Regions from separate parts of the Mus musculus genome. Here region 1 is linked to region 2. A link is a contact called in public HiChIP or PLAC-seq data. All regions are on one chromosome and are shown on one strand. Each heading gives the region's core, a stretch centred on a gene start, on an enhancer-like site or on the middle of the called end of the contact. The rest is flanking DNA. Distances are from core to core; before and after follow the strand shown.

Region 1 (4,774 bases), core at 1,440-3,939, 580 kb before region 2:
TGCAGAGGCACGGTGGGGATAGTCTTGGCTTCCTCAAAAGGATCGTGGTTCCTGGTGCCTTCTTTGGACAACTGTGGTAGGTCACAAAATGGATTGCCATGTGGTCTGTGGCAAGGATGGGTCTTAGAAGAAAGGGCATCATATAGGCTCTCAGAAGCAGTGCGTTGAGAATGGGGAATATTGGTCCCAGTGTTGTCTTCAAGGTAGAAATGTCAGCGTTTGAATCTATATCCCAAACTGTCATATGTGGTAAATACAGAGACCACTGCCCAGACCTCTTTTATGCCAGTCTCTTTCAGAGGACAGGTATTTGGTTTTCCCTGGTTTTTGGCAACAGCCAAGAGGATCTAATTCTGACACCTGTATTCTGAGGGGGCAGCTGGACACAGCAGGGCAGATGAGAATATCTAAAATAGTTTTCTAGAACTGTATTTGTCTGTCAGCAGGGTGACAGCCATAGTCTTGGGACAGGAAAATAGAGACAGAGACAGAGAGACAGAGAGAGAGACAGAGAGACAAAGGGAGAGAAAGCGATCAGGCATAGATTTTTAAGTCTCAGAGTTTGAGATGCCCTGGAGCATTCTGGGTAAGTAGTGGTTTGGTGAGGGAGGGGGAAAAGAAAATCCATGGATCTTGTAACATTTAGGGAAAGGGAAAAGATTCAGCTCAGTGGCATGACTGGGCTTGACTAGACAGCTATAGTCTATGAGAACAAACCTGAGAGTCTCATCTGACCTCTGCTGAACTGGATGAACATCTTCGCTGCGATGCTCTTCTGACACAGAGTTTAGGAGCTCACAGTTGGAAACCACAGCTCCGTAGGGCTGTGGGATTGGCTTAGAATAGCTGTAATACAAAGACTGGAGAGCCTGAAACAGCCAAGTGCAGCCAGCCCCTCCCATCTCCACACTACTGCTTCAAACACTTGTAGACATGAAAGGCTTGTCAGGGGAATGTTAAGGGTAGCCAAAAGATGGAGATGGTAGTCTGTGTGAGAAACATGCTAGTGAAGTCCTGGGTGCTAAGCAGAGCGTTTGTGGTCAGCATAGTTGGGAACAAGTGGATAGGGATTCAGGCAGAGCTTGGCTTACAAAGCTAGGAGTAGGTGCACATCTTCATACCTGAGCCAGGCTCAGAGGCAGGTCGAGTCCTGCTAGGGTAAAGAAAAAGAAATGCATTCTCGTTTCACTTTATAGCAACAAGGAGGCAGAAGCCCAGCCCAGGAGAAATGATATGTGCAAGGAAGTGAAAGGGGACTGCTGGCTCCAAGTTTGAAGAGAAGAACCACTCCCTGGGGGTATGGAAGTTGGGCTAACAGCCAGACTGAAGGAGCTGATTTCTTGGAGCTATAAACCTAGAAATTCGAAGCACTGACTTTTTCCTTACTGAAAATGAGGTTTACTCATTGCTTAACCTAAGGTCTTTACAGAGCCCACATGGCATCCCATACAGACGACTAGAAGAAGAAGAGGAAGAGGAGGGAGAGGAGGAGGAAGAAGAAAAAGAGAGGAAGAAGGAGAAGGAGGAAGAGGAGGAGGGAGGGGAGGAGGAAGAGGAGGAGGAAGAGGAAAGCCAGGGGTCTCTAGGTGCACCAACTGGCCCCCTAGTTCCCTGTGTGACTTTAAGTGAGACTCACCACCTTCCTGAGCATCAATCATCCCATGTCTTACATGTTGGTGTTGGATCACAGCAGAGCTATGCAGCTGTGTTCCATGAAGCCAAGAGATCCAGGCAGGGAACACACAGGCTCCATCCTGGCAGATGCTCGGGGAAAGAACAAAGAAGCAGAACTTGATCCTTGATCCTCTGTAGCTTGGAGCAGTTCTGTTGTTAAGTTTAGTATGTTGGGTTTCCCTATAAGATTTTATTTGAAAGTCACAATAAGAGAGGAAATCAAAAAGAAAGGGAGCCAAGGAGAGCGTGAGGCTGGATGGTCTCCAGCCTGTTGCAGGCTGGCTGCTGTTTTCTGACTCACCCCAGTGTTCTGCCCACACTTTCAAGAACCACTTCCCTTCCTCTCTGCCACCATCTCAGGGAAGAATCCATAGCGTACGTAAGCCCAGAAAAAAGCCACTGCTTAGATCTCATTTCCCAGCTCTGAAGAGTGCTGGCTCACAGAGAAGAAAATTGGGGGATTTTGTGGGCTGAGTGGGAGGAGACCTGAGGCCCAGGGCTGTAAATCAGGCTTGGAGGTTTGGATTCCCAGCAGCCTGACCTTCAGACACCCTTCCCTCCTCCGGATACCTTCATGCTCACACTCAGGCACAGGGAAGCATGCCCAGCTTCACACTGCCCCTGGAAGCAGGGCCCACTTGGAAGAGCTGTTTTGATTTTTCAGGAAAAATTGCTCATAGCCAAACTTCCCTCCCCAAGACCAACACAGGCAGGGATTTCCTACGTGCTTGAACAAGGAATATTCTGGAAGTCTGTTGGCCACCGTCTGGCCAAAAAAAAAAAAAAAAAAAAAAAAAAAATTAAAACACAACAATAATAATACAAAAAACCCCACATAGCTAACATACCCACCTGAGGTAGAGTATCATATATAATTTTATTTTTGTTCCCTAAATAAGCCCTTCTGCTGCCAGTCTCAGTACATCTCAGATAGGCCTACTTGCCCATTGCCGACTCCACATGGCATGTCTCTCAGTTCCCCAATCCACAAATCCAGGAATTTCACAAGCTTGGGAAGTTGGCACACCAGAGAAACTGATTTCTTTTGCCCTTGCACAATTCCCCTGTCGATAGAGTGCGTCTTTCTGACAGGAAAGAGTTGGCTGAAACTACTAAACCTGTGTGGGGTGCTGGTGTGGGAGTCAAGGGTGCAAGTCCCTGGTCTTCCCTCTCTGTGGTCACCAGCGAGTCGCTTCCTCCTTCTAGGCCTGCTTAAAGACAAGGCTCCTCCATTCAGGTAGTTTGTATGCATAGCTTTCCTTGACCAAGTCTCAGCTGAAGGCAATGTGGAATACCTCGGCGGAAAATGATTCCGGAGATCGCTAAAACATCTGTTGTCGAAATCAGTCTTGCTTCCGGCAGCAGAACAATCCCTCATCCCCCGAAATCCCAGTGTGTCGAAGGTGAGGCTTGTAAGGACCAACTCAGAAGGTGAAAGCTCTGGTAGCGGTTACACCGCAGGTCTTGGAGCAGAGGCCGGTAAGTGCAGGTCTAGAGGGGCTCCTAAGAGAGCTTTTACCTAAATTAGGATTTAAAAGCCATGAACTTCTTGGACAAGGAAGAAAAGGAACACAGAAGAAGAAATATGGAAGGCAGGGAATTGGGGAATTTTCAGAAAGAGTCCCCCCAATGACTACAAAATGTGGGCTGAGAGAAGGGGCACAAAGTGGTGTTCCCTAGGAACATGTATGTTCGTCTAGACTATCGATTCTCAACCGTCCTAATCCTGTGACTCTTTAATACAGTCCTCCCTTATGGGTGGTGATCCCCAATCATGAAGTTATTTTTGTTGCTACTTCATAACTGTAATTGTACTACTGTTATGAATCGTAATGTAAATATGTGTATTTTCTTATGGTCTTAGGCTACCCCTATTTAGGTACCATTCGACCTCCAAAAGGATCACGACTCTTAGGTTGAAACATGTTGGGCTTTAGGGCTTACATTTTTTCCTCTCAAAAACAATGAGGAGGAACTACTCCAAGGGACCACGTTCGTATTTTAGAAATCTTATTCTGGCTGTCTTGTACGACCTGATTTTGAGAAGGAAGATAAAATAAAAGAGAAGGCAGGGAGATCCTTCAGGGAGCAAGGAGCAAGAGGTGACAGCACCCTGTGCATAATGGCAATGAAGAAGAGGAAATGAAAAGTGTGTAGTAAGGGCTGTTACTGAATGAGCGCTCCCATCTCTAACTTTCTAGGACTCCGCAGCTAAAGAAATCTGAGCAGGCATCTCACCTCCCATTTTTGCCCGCCCCTCCTCCCACCTCCCACATTCTGTGAAGTCTGGCTGGCCCCTCCCACTCCTCCCCCATCTCAGGCAGGAGGCTTAGATAATAGGTGTGGCATCGGGCCCAGGCATTCCCACCGTCTTCTCCACCATCACATTCTGCTGCTTGAGCAGTTGGCCGCCTCCATGAGTGTTAATTGGAGAGACATCTGAAGTGACCAGACTGGTTATGCAGCCGCCATGATAGACACACTCCATCTGCTTCAACCAGGCGCTTCTCAGCGCACAGGGAGGCCGGCCTGATTCCTCTTGCCCAGGGCTTGTTAGGAGTTACACTCAAAGTTAGCTTCCTCGGCTTTGAAGTGGAAACTGCTTCAAAAAACATCAAGTACAGACATCCTTCAGTTTGGTGAGGAGGAAATTAAGGCCCAGTCTTGCCATAGGTTAGATGCAGAGCTCACAGCCAGGTTTCCATCTGTCCTTCAACACACTGGGTGTGACACTTGCTACGGCCCTTCTAGATCATGAGTTGACCAACTTAGTTTCCTACTATCACTATCCCTTCCCCACTCAGTGACAAGGGCTTGACCTTCACATGTCATTTTCCTTAGCAACTGTTAATTTCTTCAGCATTTTAAATGAAACTTATTTTATCATTTAACAGAGGGGATGTTAAAAGTCATCTACTCTAATGGTTCTGGCATGCTTTAAAACTTATTTGGTTAGTCTTGCTTTTAGCAGCAGAGGCTTTATCAACTCATCAAATAGAGGCTGGGAAAGGCCTGGAAAGGGGAGTGTTTGGGTGGCTATAATACTGAGTAACATATTTAAATATTATATAATACTGTATACTATATATATATGCCATAT
Region 2 (4,813 bases), core at 464-2,963:
CAATGCGCTTCAACCCAGTGGAGAAGGAAAGACTGCAGATGTGTGCTCTGCTGGACAGACAGGAAAGTACCAAGCAGGGCACAGCAAGTCACTGACAATGCATGGGAGGAAAGGAGAGGACCTAGAAAACACAGTTCTCTGCAACTTCCTTGTAAAGAAGCAAAAAACAAAGGAAGGAAGGAAGGAAGGAAGGAAGGAAGGAAGGAAGGAAGGAAGGAAGGAAGGAAGGAAGGAAGGAAAGAAGGAAGGAAAAGAAAAAAGGAAAGGAAAGGAAAGGAAAGGACAAAGAAAAAACAACAACAACAAAAACCATTCAGTTCAAAGCAGTTCTAACCTGTCTTCAGTTAGTTATCCCCTCTTGTCTTCCCTATCACAGCACTCTGTATACCTGCCTGAGATATATCAGCATCTCCAGGTGCAGAGAGAAAATCACTCTTTTAAGGCTTTCATCCTAAAAGGGAATTTAAATGCAGATAAAGTTTATCTTCAGGAAATTTCTAGAGTAAGACAGGGACGTCTTCAAAAAACACTAAAGTTGGGTCAGGAGAGATGGATGACTCAGTGGCTTAAAGCACCAGCTACTTTTCTAGAGGACTCAGGTTCAATTCCCAGCACCGGCATGGCAGCTCAAACCCATCTGTAACTCCAGGTCTGGGGTTCTGATGCCATCTTCTGGGTTATAAGTGCACTAGGTACCCATGTGTTATGCAGACATACATGTAGCCCAAACAATAGTTTTTTAAAAGGCAGAAAGGCTAAGCATTGAAAACCAGTCTAATCTGCTCACTCCCCTATAAAGCAGCAGTGTCAGTCACTACAGAAACGCCCGCAGTGATGCAGCACTCTGAGTCCCCACCCTCACCTCGCTGTCTGTCTGTTGCTCCCTCCAAGGTCAGAGGGTCTTAGGGCTGGCCTTGTGCACTGTGTTCAGATGCTGATCTCTCTGCCCAGACATCAGCCTACAGTCTGGATGGGCAAGCATGAAGCATGACCAGCACTGTGAACCATCTCATGTCTCAATGTTATGTAAAAACTGTTTTCCATCATCTCTGATTGGTCAATAAAGAGCTGATTCAGTCTGTGACTGGGCAGGTGAAATAGGAAGGCTGGACTTCTGATACCAGCCAGAGGTGCCAGGTAGAGGGAAGAAAGAGAAGGACCAGGACAGGGGAGAAGAGGAGGTGGACTGAGGAGCTGTGATGAGCAGGTTGCCAAGGAATATATACCATGAGGGCTTGATGACAGAGCAAACATGAGGACACATATGGACGTAAGGGTGCTGGGGCAAGACTCAGAGTGAAGGTATATGACCTGTGGCTGGGAATTAGACAGCCTTGGGGGGTTAGAATAGCTCAAAACTAACCCAGCAGCTTATTAATAAAATTAATAGGTCTTTGTGTCAATTATTTGGGAGCTAACAGGAGCAGATAAGGCTTGCACAAATAATTACAGACTACACTAGAGTGAGCTTTGTCCCTTCCATGTCAGAGTCCCACCAGAGGACACCACCACCTTGGATCTGTCCACCCTCATCCCTTTGAAATCTTTCTTCACTCCTAACCTCTTTCTTTGCCTGCACCTGGTCAGTGCAGAAGGGCTCCCTGACAGTGCACTGGAAGGCTGCGGGCTGACCACCTGACTGGCCTCTCCCATCCCCATGCCTGCCTCCCCGCTATGCCATAGCACGAGCTCTGATCTGACCTAGCACAGAGAAAGCTGGGGACTTTGCCAAGAGCTAAGCGTTGTGCCTCAGAGAGGAAGCAGAGTACACAGACTAATGGAGTCAGTGAGCAAGGCCAATCCAAGAAAGACTCTGACAGCGTCACTTCTGTGGCCTGAGCCTTCAACTGCCATCTTCAGTATAAACTAGATCATCATGGGTGTTCTGACTTCCCTGGAAGCAAAGAGGACAGAGAAAGCCGTCGCCCAACCCTACCTCACTGCAGAGACACAGAACTTCGGAAGTCTTGCACCCAGCTCCCATAAGCCACCAACCTTTTAATCCTTGACCCAGCTTCTCAACTCTTTCAAGCAACATATGCAGAGAAAGGTCACACTAGAGCATGTAGCTTTTAGCCCTCTCTATAGCTGAGAACTGAGTTCCATGCTACAATTTGCTATGTGATCTTGGAAAAGACACTTAAGGTCAACAAACCCAAGAATCTCAGAATGCAAGGCAAAAAGGGACCTTTATTTGTATCTTTGTATTTACTGAATTGGGGCAAGCGTGTGGAGGCTAGAAGACAACGTGAGGTGTAATTCTTCCTCAGGAATCATCCATCCTCCTTTCTGAAACAGGGTCTCGCGTTGGCCAGGGGCACCGAGCAGGCCAGGCTCCCTAGCCTTCCCAGCACAGGGGTTCCAAGTACATTTCACCACACCAGTTGGATTTTTCGGGTTTTGGTTTTTTGCTTTATTTTTACTTTAAACATGGGTTCTAGAAGTCAAACTCGGGTCCTCAGGCTTGCACAGCAAGCACACTACTGAGTCCTCCCCATTTCTTGAAGAGAACCTTTAAATTGTCTTGTGCCAACAGCCATGCAACTTCCCATATGCCTCCACTCATGCTTACTTCTGTGCCTGAACCACAGCAGAGGGGCTGACTAACCAGGGCTAAACAGCATGCGCCTCAGGCTCCGCTTCCCCACAGCCCTTCAGGATCCCCTGCTGAAATACCAGTTGACCATGAAAAGTGAGAAACAAACACCCATTCCTCAAATGAGATGAGGCCCGGGGATAGGCCACAATCTGGCTAAATTGCAGTGTAAAGAGCCAATCTAGAACAAGACAAAGTCCATTTCCTCTACTAAGTCTGATCCCCGGTGAATATTCCTTGCTACTGTACTAAGCAGTGAAAAGTCCACATCAAAGGTTTCCAACAAGGGACAAAAGGTTCGGAAAACCTAGGAGGAGGAGACACCCACTGGCCTGTAGTGGGCAGATGTTCTGTGCAGAACCCACAGGTCATCTAGCAGGGTGTAAAGCTGAGACGTGCTACAAGAAGAGAACAGGGGCAACAGGGCCCTCTGAAGACAGCAGTGGGTGGGGAAGCAGGGGTCAGCGAGGGCAAGGGGAGAAGAAGAAATTGAAGGTGAACCTGATCCTGGTGAAATTAAATAAATGGCATCAAAACTCAAAACAGGAAGACAAGCTAAGAAAGGCACACACGGGAACGTCAGAACCTATCTCCATTCTCAATATAAACAGTATTACAGGAACACTCTCAATATGTAAAGCCTATTTTGTTTTCAGGTCATTCTTAGATTACATCATAGAGTGGCTAGAGCCGTCTCGTACCTTATGATAAATAAATCACCAGCTTAAATCAGAGAATGAGCCAGACCCACTGAATTAAAAGGAAAAAATATTAGCTCATATTTAATAACTGATATAATTCAAGTCAGTTGCCATTGAAGGGGTGAGGTAATCCTGTGCTAAACAGGCCCAAGGAGACCCAAGGATGGTCAGTGCCAGGCAAGTCCAGATGACACCGTGTAGCCCTGCAGAGGTAGCTACAGGCACTTGCATGATGGTTGTCCTCTGAATCAGGGAAACAGCATTACTTTTGCCAGGGATAATTTTTTCTCAGAGCCACTATTGCCCAATTTAGAGACAATGAGTATCGCATGGTGTTTAAATTTATACCTACTCCTGAAGCCACTGGGACAAATGACCAACAGTGAGGGTTTTAGTTCCCCAAGAAAACATGAAATCTGTGGTAACTACCATGCAAGTGCTGAGGTGCCCTTCCAGTCACCAGGATACTGCAAAATGAAAACACCAAGACCAAAGTGTAACAGAGAAAAGAATTAAGGACTATTTCAAGCAAAGAATTATACACACCACACCACCACCAAGAAAAAGAAAAGAAAAGAAAAGAAAAGAAAAGAAAAGGAAAGGAAAGGAAAGGAAAGGAAAGGAAAGGAAAGGAAAGGAAAGGAAAGGAAAGAAAAGAAAAGAAAAGAAAAGAAAAGAAAAGAAAAGAAAAGAAAAGAAAAGAAAAGGAAAGAAAGCCAGAGCTGGAGAACTGGCCAGCAGCTAAAAGCACTGGCTGCTCTCACAGAGGACTCGGGTTCAGTTCCCAGCACCTACAATAGCACCTCACAACTGTGATTAACTACAGTTCTTGGAAGAACTACATATAAAATTAAAATAAGTAAATCTTTTAAAAGGAAGAGACAAAAGCAATGGGGCACCAACTAGATGTGGACTCCTCGTAGCTGCACACAGTGGCAAAGAATGTCTACAGAAGGTCAGACTTGGAGCAAGCCCATTCTCCTGGCATCCTGTGCACAATGCTCATCGGAGTGCAGAGGGCAGGGAAGTTGGCACTTTACATCCCAAAATCAGAAATGAAATCAGATTTTAAATTAAGATGCCCAAGTAAAATTCTATATCTGTAAATTCTGTAAGCTTTATTGTTTAACCTTCACCCACAGAACTAAGTCTATGTGTTACTATGTACTTTCAATACAAATAAAATCATGGATAACAAAGACTTTGCATGCACTAAATGGGGCCTGGGGAGGGGAAGGGCTGAAAGAGACCATGTAGCAGAGAGCAGGAACTTTGGCCAGTAGCAGCATTTTTAACAACCACAACTATGCTTTCCTCTGTCTTGGGCTTCCGGACTACTAATAACCTTGACCCTGATTTTAAATCTCTCATTTCCATTAACTTTGAGAGAAGCGATTAAGACGAACACCATGGGAGCCCGACCCCTTCTATAAGATAAGATGACCTGCTGAGCCTGTTTTTATGAGAAGACTATTTTGGTAGGGAAAAGAGACGGATGCCCTGGAAAGAAAGTCTC

What was found. HiChIP or PLAC-seq counts read pairs in DNA pulled down with a chosen protein or histone mark.
Region 1: an H3K27ac HiChIP or PLAC-seq map of hepatocytes shows a contact between it and region 2, with 7 times the contacts expected there. The contact joins two enhancer-like sites. A contact is called at or near these places in 9 of 115 datasets of contacts at active chromatin or transcription factors (VIP interneurons, bone marrow-derived macrophages, embryonic limb bud and 3 more) and 1 of 9 other capture datasets (embryonic stem cells).

The regions. Positions count from the first base shown.
Region 1 is chr16:25,039,381-25,044,154 of GRCm38.p6, reverse strand. No RefSeq gene overlaps it. Among named protein-coding and RNA genes, the nearest start is that of A230028O05Rik, 18 kb to the left of the region's middle. Within about 2 kb of position 2,689, at least 152 of the 459 cell types and tissues checked have an H3K27ac peak or open chromatin away from gene starts, as enhancers often do. A contact at or near this core is called in hepatocytes, where this site is marked.
Region 2 is chr16:24,462,726-24,467,538 of GRCm38.p6, reverse strand. The region is part of intron 3 of Lpp (LIM domain containing preferred translocation partner in lipoma); the gene reads right to left. Among named protein-coding and RNA genes, the nearest start is that of Gm24440, 59 kb to the right of the region's middle. Within about 2 kb of position 1,713, at least 7 of the 459 cell types and tissues checked have an H3K27ac peak or open chromatin away from gene starts, as enhancers often do. A contact at or near this core is called in hepatocytes, where this site is marked.